Regions from separate parts of the Sus scrofa genome. Here region 2 is linked to region 1. Evidence: chromatin contacts called from public Hi-C data. All regions are on one chromosome and are shown on one strand. Each heading gives the region's core, a stretch centred on a gene start, on an enhancer-like site or on the middle of the called end of the contact. The rest is flanking DNA. Distances are from core to core; before and after follow the strand shown.

What was found. Hi-C and Micro-C count contacts between places; a contact is called where the count stands out from the background.
Region 2: a Hi-C map of embryonic fibroblasts shows a contact between it and region 1, with 2.7 times the contacts expected there. The contact joins the promoter of TXNRD3 here to the enhancer-like site in region 1. A contact is called at or near these places in 1 of 5 promoter capture datasets (liver), 14 of 47 Hi-C or Micro-C datasets (alveolar macrophages, embryonic fibroblasts, heart right ventricle and 7 more) and 2 of 2 datasets of contacts at active chromatin or transcription factors (alveolar macrophages and skeletal muscle).

What each region holds. Positions count from the first base shown.
Region 1 is chr13:73,078,443-73,085,344 of Sscrofa11.1, reverse strand. It overlaps PLXNA1 (plexin-A1), which reads left to right. Exons shown (of 32, transcript XM_021069450.1): 4 at 2,912-3,052; 5 at 3,741-3,841; 6 at 4,060-4,183; 7 at 4,261-4,414; 8 at 4,609-4,708; 9 at 5,773-5,887. Among named protein-coding and RNA genes, the nearest start is that of PLXNA1, 17 kb to the left of the region's middle. Within about 2 kb of position 3,289, at least 38 of the 83 cell types and tissues checked have an H3K27ac peak or open chromatin away from gene starts, as enhancers often do. A contact at or near this core is called in alveolar macrophages, embryonic fibroblasts, liver and 5 more, where this site is marked.
Region 2 is chr13:73,271,041-73,278,234 of Sscrofa11.1, reverse strand. TXNRD3 (thioredoxin reductase 3) reads right to left here and starts at 1,986. Exons shown (of 18, transcript XM_013982024.2): 1 at 1,699-1,986. The coding sequence starts at 1,986.

The DNA of each region.
Region 1 (6,902 bases), core at 2,040-4,539:
GGGTTGAACCTAATCCTGGGCCTATCTGTGGGAGGAGGCAGCCCATGGGGTGGTAGGTGCCTGGCCCAGCCCCTCCCTGGGGGCTCTTGACAGACCTTGTGATTCAGCTCAGAACCCAGGGGACTCCCCCATGTACAGAGGGACAGGGACAGTCCTGGTGGAGAAGCAGGCAGGGTCAGAGCCAGGCTGGGTGGGTTTTTTGGGAGGTGGCACTTAAGCCATCCGGGTGGAGGGGGGTCCTTCACTGCAGTGAAGTGGGGGGGACGGTGAGAGGGGACAGGACAGGATGGATTTGGGGAGGTTGGAGGGAGGGGCTTCAGCCTATGGTGGGAAGTTGCAGAGGTCTTGGGGGGAGGTTTGCAGAGGACAGAGGTGACAATTGGAGGTCAGGGAAGGTACCAGGGGAGGCTCTGCAGGCCCAGCTGCCCAGGTGGGTGGCCCTTGAGTGACAGCTGTGGGCCAGGGTGTGGTGTCAGCACGCGCACTGCCAGCCGTGGTGTGTCCTGCTGTCCTGCCATCCGCCTGGCTGTGTGCCTGCCCTGCATGCTCCCTCTCCCCAGAATGCCCTCCCTGCTGCATCCCTCCTCCCACATTTGGAGCTGACTCCGTGTCCTCAGGTGCAGCTGGCGTGGGTCCAGGGCCCTGGTAGGTCCTTGTGGGCCTCAGTTTACCTCCCTGTGCTCCACAGGCCCTGCAGCCTGAAAACCAGCTGAGGCACACAACAGGCAGGGTTGGAGGACTGGCCAAAAGCCCCCAACTGTCCCATGCTTGCAGGCGGGGGTCCTGCTGAGCTTGGACCGTGGCTGTTCAGCACATAGCTGAGGCATGTCCACGCACTGGCCCATGGACCATGCCTCCCCAGCGCCCCCTTGCTCTGTGTCCTCCAGCAACGGGGGAGCCCTGCACATGTAAGCACTGGGGGCTGCCCAGTGCTGGGCAGGTGGGTGGTAGATGGGTGCATGGCAGATGGACAGCTGGACAAGCATGCTTCCCGCTGCAGCTGTCAGGAGCCACCTGTTGGAGGCATCCGCACGTGGGGGCCTGGGGGCAGGGCCGTTCCAGAGACGGGCTGGCCCGCCTCCCCCACCCTCCTCCCCAGGCTCTTCCCTGCTGTGCCTCAGAGCTTGGGTGCCCTTGGTGTGACCTTCCCTGCAACCCCTTGTCCCCTGCTCAGAGGTGGAGGGGCGCACCTTGATGTGATGCCATGCCCCAGTCCTTAGCCGTGAGTGGCGAGCAGTCAGGACCCACCATGGGGCCCTGGTGATCTGGATGGGAGGGCTAGAGCCCGGGAATGTCTTTTGAGTGCCCTCTGCACCAGGCCAGGGCTGTGGTCAGCGCAGCATCCCAGGAGTCCCCAAGGTGGGGCAGAGTCAGGCCTGGGCTCTGGTGACTACAGGAGGCGCCTGAGGGAGGACATGGAGGGCCCTGATCTGGGTCATTCTGGTGGAGACTGGGTCTGGAGCTCTGGCCCCACACTGGTGCCTTCGCCTGCGTCTAGGCCTCCCTGCCCTCTGGCTGTCCTGTCCCCATTCTCTGGCCGTGGGCCAGGCTGGCCTTGCCGGGCCTCTGTGGCTGGCTCTTGGGGTTTGGTGACTGCTGGGGGGCCTTGGCCACCCAGGCCTACCCGTAATACCTGCTTGGACGTGTAGTTCCCAGAGTGGCTCTTGTGTGGAGAGAGGTGCCCCTCATGCCTGCTCCCCAGAGAGGGACACCGAGGCAGTGTCCACAGCTGGAATGTGTCCGAGCCGGGCCCGGGCCCAGGCAGTGTGGGTACCGAGGCCAGACTCCTGGCTTCTAGGGCCTGGCTGGCAGTGGAGCTGACTGTGGGTCCCCTGTGAGAACGGGCAGGCTTAATGGGTGCAGGTTGGGGTCCTGGCCAGGCCCTCACCTAGTGCCCCCTCTGCCCCGAGGTCGGGCACCGGAAGCCATTGGGGCAGCAATAGTCCCAGCGTGGGACCGCCTTCCCGACCCGCTCTGGACACAGCTCTTCCGGGTCTGGTTTGACTTAAGCCTGCCTGCCTGGCTGGGAGGCAGCTGAGCGGATGTGGGGGGTGGCCGCGGGCTTTCAGGAATGCGGCCCTCCCCCTCTCTCTCCCCCTCCCGCAGCCTGCAGCCTCTGGCCTGGACACAGTGCCCTCCCTGGTTGCCGCCCTCTCTGACTCCTTCTGGAGCTGGCCCCGCAGCCCACCCTGGCCAGTCAGACCTGCCCCTGTCAGCTTGGAGTGCAAAGGAGGGGTGCTGGGCTGAGCACCCCCATAGTGGAGGAGGAGGTGGGCTGGCTGCTCCATGGCTGCCAGTGGGGGCGGGCCTGAGCCAGGCGCCCCACCCTGTGCCCTGGGAGCCTGCCCGGCGCCGCCCCACGAGCCCCATCTCGGAAAGCTCCTGGGTCTCTCTGTTAATTAAATACATTTGTTTGGTAAAAGCAACTAAAAATACTTGCAGCATTGCGAGCTGTGGGGAAGAGCTGGCTAATTAACGCCCCGGCTGGTTTGGGATTCAGAGCATATTTGCATGCCTGTGAGATGCCCGCCCCCTGCTTTGGTGCTGGGGGCTGTCCCCCAGGACCTGACCCCTCGCTCCACCCCCACCCTGAGGCCCCTGCTTCACTCTCAGCCTCCCTGGGCACCCTATGTCCCCAGACTGTGATGCTGGCCCTGGGCTCCTGTTGCCTTTGCCTTGGGAAGGGCTGTGCAGCTGAGATGGGAGGGTGGTTGTTTTCTCCAGTCCTCAGAGACTCCCACCCATGGACTGTGGTGTCTGTCACCTGGGGAAGGGGCTGGGCCAGGACCAGGCTCCAGGCCACAGTGGGTCCTACACTGGCTTCTTGGGTTGGGTGGCTGGGGAGGGGCTCCAGGCTCTGCCCTCAATTGGAGGTGGGCCAGGGCAGCCTTACCTGGGCCTCCTGTCTCAGATCCTCGTGGACCTGGCGAACCCAGGAGGCCGGCCAGCCCTGGCCTACGAGAGCGTAGTGGCCCAAGAGGGCAACCCCATCCTGCGTGACCTGGTCCTCAGCCCAGACCGCCAGTACCTCTACGCCATGACGGAGAAGCAGGTGGGTGCCGCCCTGCAGAGGCGAGCTTGGGCGTGCCCTTGGGGAGCTGGGTGTGGCCACCCTTGGCCCTCAATGTCCAGGCTGCCTCCAGATCTTCCCAGGCTGGTCTGGGGTTCCCACTACCTCTTTGAGAGAGAGATTTTTCAGGGTAGAGGTGTGGGAGGTTTGGGTGTGCCTGGGCCCCGAGTCATCAGGCTGTGGCCTGGCCAGCTCATCAAGACCATGTGCTGTTTCCAGTCTAGCATGCTTGGAGCCGGCCTCTGCCCTTCAGCTCCCCCTGGTGACCCTGTGGGGGGTAGAGGGGCTCCCTTCCTTCTTGGTGGTTCCCACTTTTCCTTTGCCCCTGTCTTGCTGTCAGGCCATTCACGCCTTGGGATGTCAGGGCTGAATAGGCAGGGCTGGGTAAGTGGCCCACCTGCCTCTGTGCTGGGGGCTGGAGCCTAAGAGCCTGTGGTTCCCTTGGGATGCTTGGATGCAGAGTGGAGGAACTGGCCAGAACTGTCACCTGCACTGACTCCCTGGAGACAGCCCCAGTCTGTTTAGCCTGACTCAGCCAAGCCAGGGTCACCCAAGACTGGCCCTTGGGTAGACCAAGCAGGAGGAAGGCCCAGCATGGGGCTACCCTGGATGTGTTTGAGGAGGTGGGGGCAGGCCCAGTGGGAGCCTGATACTGAGGCCCCTCCTCCAGGTGACCCGCGTGCCTGTGGAAAGCTGCGTGCAGTACACGTCCTGTGAGCTGTGCCTGGGGTCACGGGACCCCCACTGCGGCTGGTGTGTCCTGCACAGCATGTGAGTCTGGGCAGGGTGTTGTTGGGGGAGGGTCTAAGCGGCCTCACTGTGATCCTGGGGGTCCCATCTCCCTCCCAAGTTCCTCTGGGTCTGGTTTGGTGGTTGGTGTCCTGTGACCTGCCAGTGATAGAAGCCCAGCTCCCCTATTAGGACGGGGTGCGGGGTGGCTCAGGGCTGTCCTGCCCCTGCCCCAGCTGGTCCCATGTCTATGCCTGCAGCTGCTCACGTCAGGATGCCTGTGAGCGGGCGGACGAGCCCCAGCGCTTCGCTGCGGACCTGCTACAGTGTGTGCAATTGGCCGTGCAGCCACGCAATGTGTCTGTCACTATGTCCCAGGTTCCGGTGAGCATGGTGGCCCGGGAATGGGCAGGATGTTGGGGGACGGGCCCCTGCTCACCGTCCCTCCTGCCCCCGCCCAGCTCGTGCTGCAGGCCTGGAATGTACCTGACCTCTCGGCTGGAGTCAACTGCTCCTTTGAGGACTTCACCGAATCTGAGGGCATCCTGGAGGACGGCCGGATCCACTGCCGCTCCCCCTCCGCACGGGAGGTGGCGCCCATCACGCGGGGCCAGGGTAAGGCCACAGGGCGGGGGGCCTCCTGGAGGAGGTGGTTGTTGGGACAGCAAGGGGGGGACCTGGTGAGGGGTGAGGGCGGGGGAGGCATTGCAGGCCCAGGGCCGCTGGGTGGGTGGGCACAGGGGACTGCAGGTCTCCTGGGTTAGGTGGCCCTCGGGGCCTTGATGACAGGGCCTTTGCTGCTGCTGCAGGAGACCAGCGGGTGGTCAAGCTGTACCTAAAGTCCAAGGAGACGGGCAAGAAGTTTGCGTCCGTGGACTTCGTCTTCTACAACTGCAGCGTCCACCAGTCGTGAGTGTCCCTGGCCTCCTGCACGGTGTGCCATGGGCAGCACATGGCCAGGGCAGGAGGAGCCAGCAAGGACAGGCCCTGGGGGAGTCCTGGGGGTGGCGGTCAGAGTGCAGTTGGTTACCACATGGAACATCTCTCAGGCTGCCTCATGTGAGAGTGGGCCAGGGCACCAGACTGAGTCAGGGAGCATGGGAGACGCCAACTGCCAGTTGGGCCCTCGGCACTTGCTGCCCAGGGCAGGACTGGCCCAGGTCCTCTCTGGAAGTGTGGGAGCTCACCCTAGGCCTCTGGTCTTCTGCCAGCCCACCAGCCACAGAGGAAGAGCAGGGGAGCTGAGGCCCTACTGTGTGTCCCACAGGGTCCAGGGCCCCAGGCCTGGAGGGCACCCAGCCCAGGAGTGTCCACCTCAGAGCTGCGAGCCTAGTTTCTCAGTTGTGTCTTTGTGGATTAACTTGCATGCTGATGCCCTCCTGGCCCTTGGTGGGGCATCCACTGTGGGCCTGGTGTCATTGTCACCAGGGTCTGGCCTCCCTGTGTGTGACAGGCTGGGATCTTTGAGGCAGGGTCTGCCTTCCAGAGTTTTGGAGGGTTGGAGCGTTTCTATAGAGGCAGGATGGTGGCAGGTGACATGAAGCCACAGGGATGGTGGGGCATGGGACTCTGTGACCCATCCAGGTCCTGGGAATGTGTCAGAACAAATCAGACTCTTAACCGGGCCAGCCTGCCTTCTGGTCACAGAGGCAACGTCCAGCCTGTGGCCCCTGTTCAGCACTTCCATGTACATCTTAGTTTATCAGAATAAGGTGAGATTTAAAATGTGCTTCTTAGCTGCATTAATGCATTCCCAGTACTGATGGTCACATGTGTCTTGACCCCGGCTTTAGACGTGTACATCTTTAGAAGGTGCTATTGGCTGGCATTGGGGTGGGCAGCAGGCCATGGAGGGAGGAGGAGGGGAGCACTGGTGGGTAGCAGTAGAGCAGCTCTGAGCAGCCCATGTAAAGGCCCTGGGGCAGCTCCAGGAACAGCAGGGGAGCTTCAGGCTCACTGCCCTCTCCCTGCAGCTGTCTGTCCTGCGTCAACGGCTCCTTCCCCTGCCACTGGTGCAAGTACCGCCACGTGTGCACTCACAACGCCGCCGACTGTGCCTTCCTGGAGGGCCGCGTCAATGTGTCTGAGGTGAGGAGGCACAGCAGAGCTGGGTGTTGCCAGAGGGTAGGGGGGGTGCCCCAGAAGGTCTTAGGGGACGCTCTCAAGGGCTGTCACAGCCTCAGGCCAGCCAGTGGCATTGGCTGGTGGTCACTGCTTGGGGGCTACAGACCAAAAGATCATCCAAGGGTGCTGGGGGCAGGGACTGTCCACCCAGGGCAGCAGGAGCCTGGAGCGTGAGTGTCTGGTTGGGTCCTCATGGGCGTGGGAATTTGGCGACTGGTTGCTGGTGGAGGCCCTTGTGGGCTGCGTGTTGATTGAGGTTAATTAGGTAGTAATTGTTTCAGAGCCGAGTGGGCATTGAGTTTATTACCAGCAGCCGGTCTAAAAACCAGCATGGTTGACCCAGGGCATGCCAGGCACGGGCGGGGGCCTGGCTGCCCATGTCCAGCCTTCAGATGCAGAGCCGGGACTTGAAGCCAGGGTCTTGCTTTTGCGGCAGACACCACACCTGCTGGCTGGGGGGCAGGGGGCTGTCAGTCCCAGCAGCCATGGGTGCCTGGGGGCCACGGCTGGGGAGGACTTGCCTAGACAGAGGGGGCAGCGGGCACGCCCCCACCCCCTGGCAGAACCTTCCCTGCTGCCCCCACCATCTCTCTGTGGGCCTCTGTTTTTCCGCTCCATGGTGACAATGCACACCACCCCGACAAGTGGGGGGTGGGCTGAGAGCAGACGGGGGCTGGAGGTAGTATGGGAGTGGCAGGTCAGGGAGCTGGCCCAGGTGTCTTGGTTGGGCGGGCAGGAGCAGGGGCTTCTTAGGCTGCTGAGTAGGTGGCGTGCAGGGACCACAGCAGTGACCAGGTTGAGGCAGGGCGTGAGAGGCGGGGGCCCAGTCCTTGTTGGCCCACTTCTGACCCTCTGCCTCCCCGAGCCATCCCTTCAGAGGAAATCACCCTGTAGGTATAGACCCTCCCCAAGCTGGTCTCTGCCGGGGTTGGGGGCAGGTGTAGACTATCCTTGAGCTGCCTGTGCCAGGGTGGGGGGA
Region 2 (7,194 bases), core at 737-3,236, 190 kb before region 1:
CCATAAAGAGAGTGAAAAGAGGAGTTCTGTTGTGGCTCAGTGGTTAAAGAACCTGATTAGCATCCATGAGGACGTGGGTTCAATCCCTGGCCTTGATCAGTGGGTTAAGGATCCTGTGTTGCTGTGAGCTGTGGTGTAGGTGTATGCCGCAGACACGGCTCAGATCCCTCGTTGCTGTGGCTGTGGCATAGGCTGGCGGCTACAGCTCCTATTCGACCCCTAGCCTGGGAACCTCCATATGCCTCAGGTGTGGCCCTAAAAAGACAAAAAAAAAAAAAAAAAAGTGAAAAGAAAAGCCAAATCTGGGAGATTTTCCAATACATATAATCCAAGGACTAGGATCAAAAACATAGTAAGAATGCCTATAATATGTACAAAAAACCGTCCCAACCTAATAGGGAAATAAGCAAAATACCTAAATGTTTTGCAGCTAAGGAAACTGAAAGAAGGCATAAACACTTGAAAACATGTTCAGCTTCATGAGGGAAATGCAAAACTATCAACTGTTGGTAAGGATGTAGAGCAATGGGGACTAATACTACACTGCCATTAAGAGGGTAAGTTGGTATGTATGACAACTTGGAAAAACATTTTGGCTTCACCTAGTTAAGGCAGAAATCATGCATCCTCTGTGGCCTAGCAACTCAGCTTCAAGACATGTGCTCTAAAGTAAGCTTTGTGTGTGTGCACTGGGAGACAGGCAATAGGCAGAGCCTTATCGTTTTTAAAAAGAGCAAAATACTAGCAACAATAGAACTGATACACTGTGGTATGATTCATCCTAGCGAATAATACAGTAATGAAAATTTAAAAACCACACTTACAGATGCTAACATGCATGAATCTCTAAAACATAACTGTTGAAAAAAGTGCAGAAGGCAAATGCATGATAATACTTATATATAAGTACCAAGACAAGCAAAATATTAAGGAACAAAATATTAAGGATATATATGTATGTGGCAAAACCCTAAAGAAAAGCAAGGAATTCTGGCTAGAGGTTACCCTGGGGGCGGGAGGAGGCAGTGGGGCTGGGGACATCATGAGGTCCCTGCAGGGCAGGGTGTGGTCTTCGTAGAGAAACTCTAAGGTGTTTGTGATACACATTTCACCAAACAATGTTTAACTCAATGCAAACCTGCAAATCATAATCTATAATTTCACGCACCTAACCCAACGGTTCCCGCGTGTGCATCTTCCAAGTATTATTTCAACTCTCAATAAACGTGAAGTATAGTTCAAATATTCAAAGTCCCATCGTACAATGGGTTTGTCTTCAAAAGGATCTAAAACTCAGGACACACGCGCACGTCTGTCCCCAGCTGACCCCGTTGGGCCGCGTGCAGGGCGGCTGAAACTGCCAGGAAGCGCCAGCACACCTGCCGGAACTGCGGCCTCTGCTAGTGCTCTCCTCTCAGAACAACACCCGGCTTTTTCCCACCCCCGTCCCCGACCACATCGACCAGGCTCGCGGCCAGGGGTGTCCGTGGCTCGCCCGCAGGCCCGACCCGAGGCGGAAGCCAGGAGAGCAGCCGGCGGGGCCGGTGTCGCCCCCGGGACGGGCTCCACGCGAGAGCTGAGCGGACGAACACGGGGGGGGGGGTGTCTAGGGGCGCGGGCGGAGAACGGACCGGGTCCGGGGGTTGGAGGCCGCGGAGGCGGACGGACCAGCAGGCCCAGAAGCCCCTGCCTGCCTACCCGCGTGCTGTGCGGACAGTAGCTCTTGCTGAAGATGACCACTCGATGGCCCTCGATGAGGCCCAGCAGGCGGCGCCGCAGCTCCTCGCGGGCCGCGGAGGACGAGCGGCTGGTCCCAGGGGCGGAGAGGCGGGCCCGGCGTCCGGGTGGCGACGGCACGGACACGCCACGGACATTGCCCAGCCGGCGGTTGGGAGTGGCGCCCCTCCCCGGCCCCGGCGACGTCTGCGCCCGCGAGGGCGGCGGCGGCGGCGGCGGCGGCGGAGATGGCTGTGCCAGGGCCGCGGTTTAACTCCCCGTCGGACTCCGCCTGACAAGCGACCACACTCAGGCTCCCGCGGCGACTGGGGTTACGGAGCTCGCCCCGCCCCTGGATCCGCCCCGGATCCATCCCGCCCCGCCCCCGGATCCCCCCATTCGCCCCGCCCCGCCCCTGGCTCCGCCCCACCCCCAGCGCATGCGATCTAGGCCAATGCCCGGACGCCCAACGGACTCGCCTGCTTTTAGCAAAGGGGCGTGTGCTAAGCTGCATGGTGTTGTTATCCCAAAGTGGTGTACCTACAGTGGGACTACCTGGACTCCTTTTGGTCTCCCAGGGATGCCCCATGTGGAGGACTTACTTCCACTCATCATAATCTCCAGCAGCCTGCTCAGATCACCTTGAAAATAGGTAATGGTGATGGAAAATTTTTAAAAAATTAAAAAAATAGATATGGTGGAATTCCCATTGTGGCTCAGTGGGTTAAGAAGCCGACTAGTTTCCTTGAGGATTTGGGTTCAATCCCTGGCCTGGTGTTAGGCAAGCGGCTATGTAGTTCATAGATGCCCCTGGATCCCATGCTGCTGTTGTGGAGTCTGTGGTGTAAGCCGGAAGCTGCAGCTCCAATTCCATCCCTAGCCTGGGAACTTCCATATGCCGCAGGTGGGGCCCTAAAAAGAAAAAAGGGAAATAAAAATACATAAATAAAACCATCGTTAAGAAGGATGGCTATTTTTTTTTAAGCTTATATCCCTGAAAATAAGAACTGCTCTGTTTATCACTATGCATTTTTAAAATGAATTTCCTAGGTTGCTACCCCTCAGTCCCTACTGCATAGAATTCTGGAGGCACTCCCCCCCACCGGCCCCCAAATTTAAGGCCGCACTAGGTGCATATGGAAGTTTCCAGAGTACAGGTTGAATGGGAACTGCAGCTGCCAGCCTACATCACAGCCACACTGGATCCTTAACCCGCTGAGTGGGGCTAGGGATTGAACCTGCATCTTCATGGATACTTTCCTTACCACTAAGCCACAAGGGGAACTTCCTGGAGGCACTTCTAATAAAAGGAAGTCATCTCTGCCAGAACAGGAATCCTGTATCCATCATTTGGGTGGGTGGGTGGAGGATCTCAGCGCTAACTTGCTGACTGTGATTAACAGCCCCCTACAGCTGTGAGGAACTAATGAAACTGCAATAGACTGAGATCCTCAACCACAAAACCAGCAGGCATGGTCTGGTCCCTCTTGTGGGTCATCTCTTGACACCTCCCTCAGATTCCCTGTGCTTCTCCACATGGGCTTTCTCCCTGTGCCTCAGGTGTGTCAAACCCATTCCTGCCTTAAGGTCTTTGCATTTTCTGTTTACTCAGCCTAGATGTTCTTCCCTGTCTAGAAAATCTAGCTTTTTCTTATCAACCAGGCTTGGCTTAAATGTTACTTTTTGTGAAGTAACAAAATAAAACAATTTAATAACAAATGTGATGTCCTTTAGTCAAGGGAAGTGTTTGTAGATTGGAAGTATGCAGTGCCTCACATGCAGTGATGCATTCTTCCAGACAGATGTTCGGGCAAGACTGAGTTTCACAAACCGTTAGAAGCAGCAACATGGTCATGCTGGGGTTGCATATCTGATCTTAGAAGGATCAAGGAACAAGGAAATAAGTATAGAGCCCAGAGTTGCCTTGGAATTTGGGGATTTCCTGACTTGATAAGCTATTTCTGGTCAAGAGGAGCATTTACAGGAAGACAAAAGTTCAGTTTGCTGCTGGGGCACCATGGCCAGGAGCAGCTCTATCTTGGGTCTAGAAATTTATTTCAATATTTCTTAAAGAACGTTTTGCTCTCTATCCAAAACGAAGTAGTCACCAGCTTCTATCGAATTGTATGTATTCTAGTTCCTTCATGACACAGTTATTGCTATTTGCAATTATCTTCTATAAATACTGGTTTACTTGTTTATTACCCGTGCTCCCCTCCCCCATCACCAACAAAAGAATGTGAGGAAAGGTCCTCTTCACTCTATTCACAGCTCTGTCTTCAGCGTCTGTCACTCACGGTGTCTGGCTCTTAGTAGGCACACAGTATATTTTTACTGAATGAGTGAGCAATTCAGACACATCACAAATGAAGCATGTAAATGACCCTAATTTGCTTTCCCTCTTATCCCTTCATTGTGTAAGCCAGCTTGAACTGTGGTTTTTATTGCTTGCAATGAAAAGTATCTTAACAAATAAAAATATTTCAGGGTTATGATGTTAGGTGCAGAAAAATTCATGACTCATACTTTCTTAATAGAGTACAAATTTTTTAAACATAAAATATCCTTTTTTGTCCTTGTTACTTCTTCGGCCCTTAAATTCTATTTTTCCAAATATCACTGTGGCCAAAACTACTTTCTTTTGATATTTGTATACATATTTTCCATTCTTTTATTTTCAACATATATTTGTCTTTTTTTCCCACTGATCTCTTGGGGCGGGATATAACCTCATTAATAATCACCTCTTATCCCTTATAAGTTCTTAATTAACTGAAGACAGATTCAAGAAATCAGATGATAGGGCCAAGAAAGTAGATTAGTGGTTGCCTTGGGCTGAGGAGCAGGGGAGAAAATGGAGAAGCTGGGGAATGGGGGATAAGGGTCACAGGATTTATTTTGAGGATGAAAATGTTTAAAATTTCTGGTGATTGAGGCACAACCCTGTGAATATACTAAAAGTTTTTGAATTCATAAGACTTTCATACTTTAAATTCATACCTTCAATGGGTGCACTGAATGCCATGTGAATTATAATTTAAATAGTTGTTAAAGAAAGAAAATATTAATAAAATGATTAGAAAACTATAAAATAGAACTCTGAGATATGTGAAGTATTGTTGCCAAAACATATTTATATATAAAATACTATATATAACATAAATTATTATATACAAATATTATATATAATTATTGTACTTAATACTATATAATTAACACTATAAATATATTTCTATGTATACACACATGTGTCTATGAATAAGAAAATTTCCTGAAATATGGCACAATAGGTAAAGAGGCAGAAAATATGATAGATAATAAACCAAAAAATCAGTCCATGAGGTTGAAATGTCTGTCGAGTAGGAGTGTCAAAAATACAGAAGAAAAGGGATAAAAATAGGAATATAATAGTAATAGCAGGAGACAATGTCCCAGAACTGAATCGTGTGAGACTTCGGTCCAGAATGGCCCTCCAATGGATCAAAAAGAATCATCTGTCAACAGCACAAAATTTCAGAATATCATGAGTAATAGAAATATCGTATGAGCTTCCAAAAAAGGTGGGTGCAGGGAGGTGTATTTGGCAACACTAGGTGCTAGGAGGAAAAGGAACGTGGCCCCTAAATTTGAGAGGAACATTAATTTTGGACAAAGACCTCTAAACAAGCCAATGTTTAAAGGCAAAATAAAGATGTTTTAGACTTGGAAGGACTCATGAAGTCGACCTTGCAGAGAGCACTTCTCAGAACATTATCTGAGGCTTCCCTCCCTCACAAATGAGTTGCTGATCCTTGAGAAAATGCTCCAGGAGGACAAGGAGAGTCCATCCTAGGAGGTTAGTGAAAGGAAGCTTTGCGTGAAGCCAGCCAGTCGTCTTACAGAGCTGACATCTTTCAAAGAGAAAGACGTCTCTTTGACATGGTTCGGTTCAAAGAGAAGGAGGAAATGTCCAAAAGAAAACCAGAGACTTTGCAGCAGCCCCTCATGCTGCTGCAAAGGCTCAGCAGTCCAGTTTGTAAAGATGCGTAGTAGGAGGCTGCTTTCCTGACACGGAGCCCCAGGGGCAGAGGGCAGGGGGAATGACCCAGAGAGACACAGCTACTCCTTTGGGTGACCTTGAGCAAGTTCAGGAAGGGCAGAAGAATAAACCAAGCCTGTGGGCGGGTCAGTTAGCCCTTGCTGCATAACGATCCCCAGATGTAGTCCCTTCAGATGACCTGTAGCGGGGCTTAGGATCCGAAGGGTGGATCTGCTTTCCTGAGCTGGGATCTATAGGGTTTGTCAGCTGTGAGTCAGCAGATGACCTCCTCACTGATCTCAGTGGGGCTTCCTAGCAGGTCTGGAGACAGCTGGAAAAGCCCAGCTGACTCATCCTATAGTAGCCTGCCTGGTCCAGAGATCCCAGAGAGACAGGAGGCATGCCTCCTGGGGCCTCATCTTGGAACCAGAACACCTTCACTTCTGCCACACTCTGTGGACAAAAGGGCCAGCGGGAAACACACACTCATGTCTTGATGGGAGGGGCACCATCACAGCAGTGAGGACGTGTGCACAGGGAGGGGTGAAAAAAATGGGGCTACTTCTGAGGACAGTCTACACAGAGAAAGAAAATAAGGATTTGGGGGAAGGGTGGGCAGAAAGGGGTCTCTCTTCCTAGATGGGCTCTCTGGGCCCTGAGCTATGGATGGGGCATCTCCCAGATCAGAACTCCTGGCGTTCTGAGGAGCTGAGACAACACAGCAGGTGTTTGCTCCCTGTCTCCCACTCCTAGAGAAGCCTTTGGTCAGACCCAGTGTGGCTCCCCAGAGCTAAGGCAGCCAGCAAAGCTAAGGCAGCCAGCAGGACTCAGATCACCCTGGAGCAAAGACTCCCTCTCCAGAACACACGGAGGCAGCAGAGGGTCAGGCTGAGGCTCCATGGGGAAGGAAGAGCAGCCCCCTCCCTCGGAGTTGATCTTTCCAGAAAGCGGCCAGGGAGGGTCTTGAGGGTAATGGAAATGCCTGTTCAGGCGGAAACTTAAAATTATGCAGCTGCTCCCAGTCCCTGAGTGGAGACCCCAAGTCACTTGGGAACAGAGTTTGCCTTACTATCTTCTGAGTTACCTTAAGTTATATAAATGGAAGTCAGGCCGGCAGGTCAAATATAGATATAGATATATAGATACAGTTTTTTGGTTTTTTGTTTGTTTTGAGAAAGGGTGTAAACAGAGTTTCTTTGGCTTGGAAATTCCTACCCCTCCAAAGTCTGCTTAATATACAGATGGGACGGTGGCAGATGCTCACCAGCCTGCCAGGAAAAGGGGGTTGGGGACTGAGCTCCCTAAGGTCCCCGGGGAAAGAGTGGCCACGGCTCTGGAGGGTAATTCTCTCCAGAGTAGAGCAGAGTCTGCTGGTGGGCGGTCGCCCAGCCCACCTCTCGGCAGGTTGGCCCTTCCTGCACTGGGACGGGAGGGGTCGGCCTGTATCTGGAGGGGTCGGA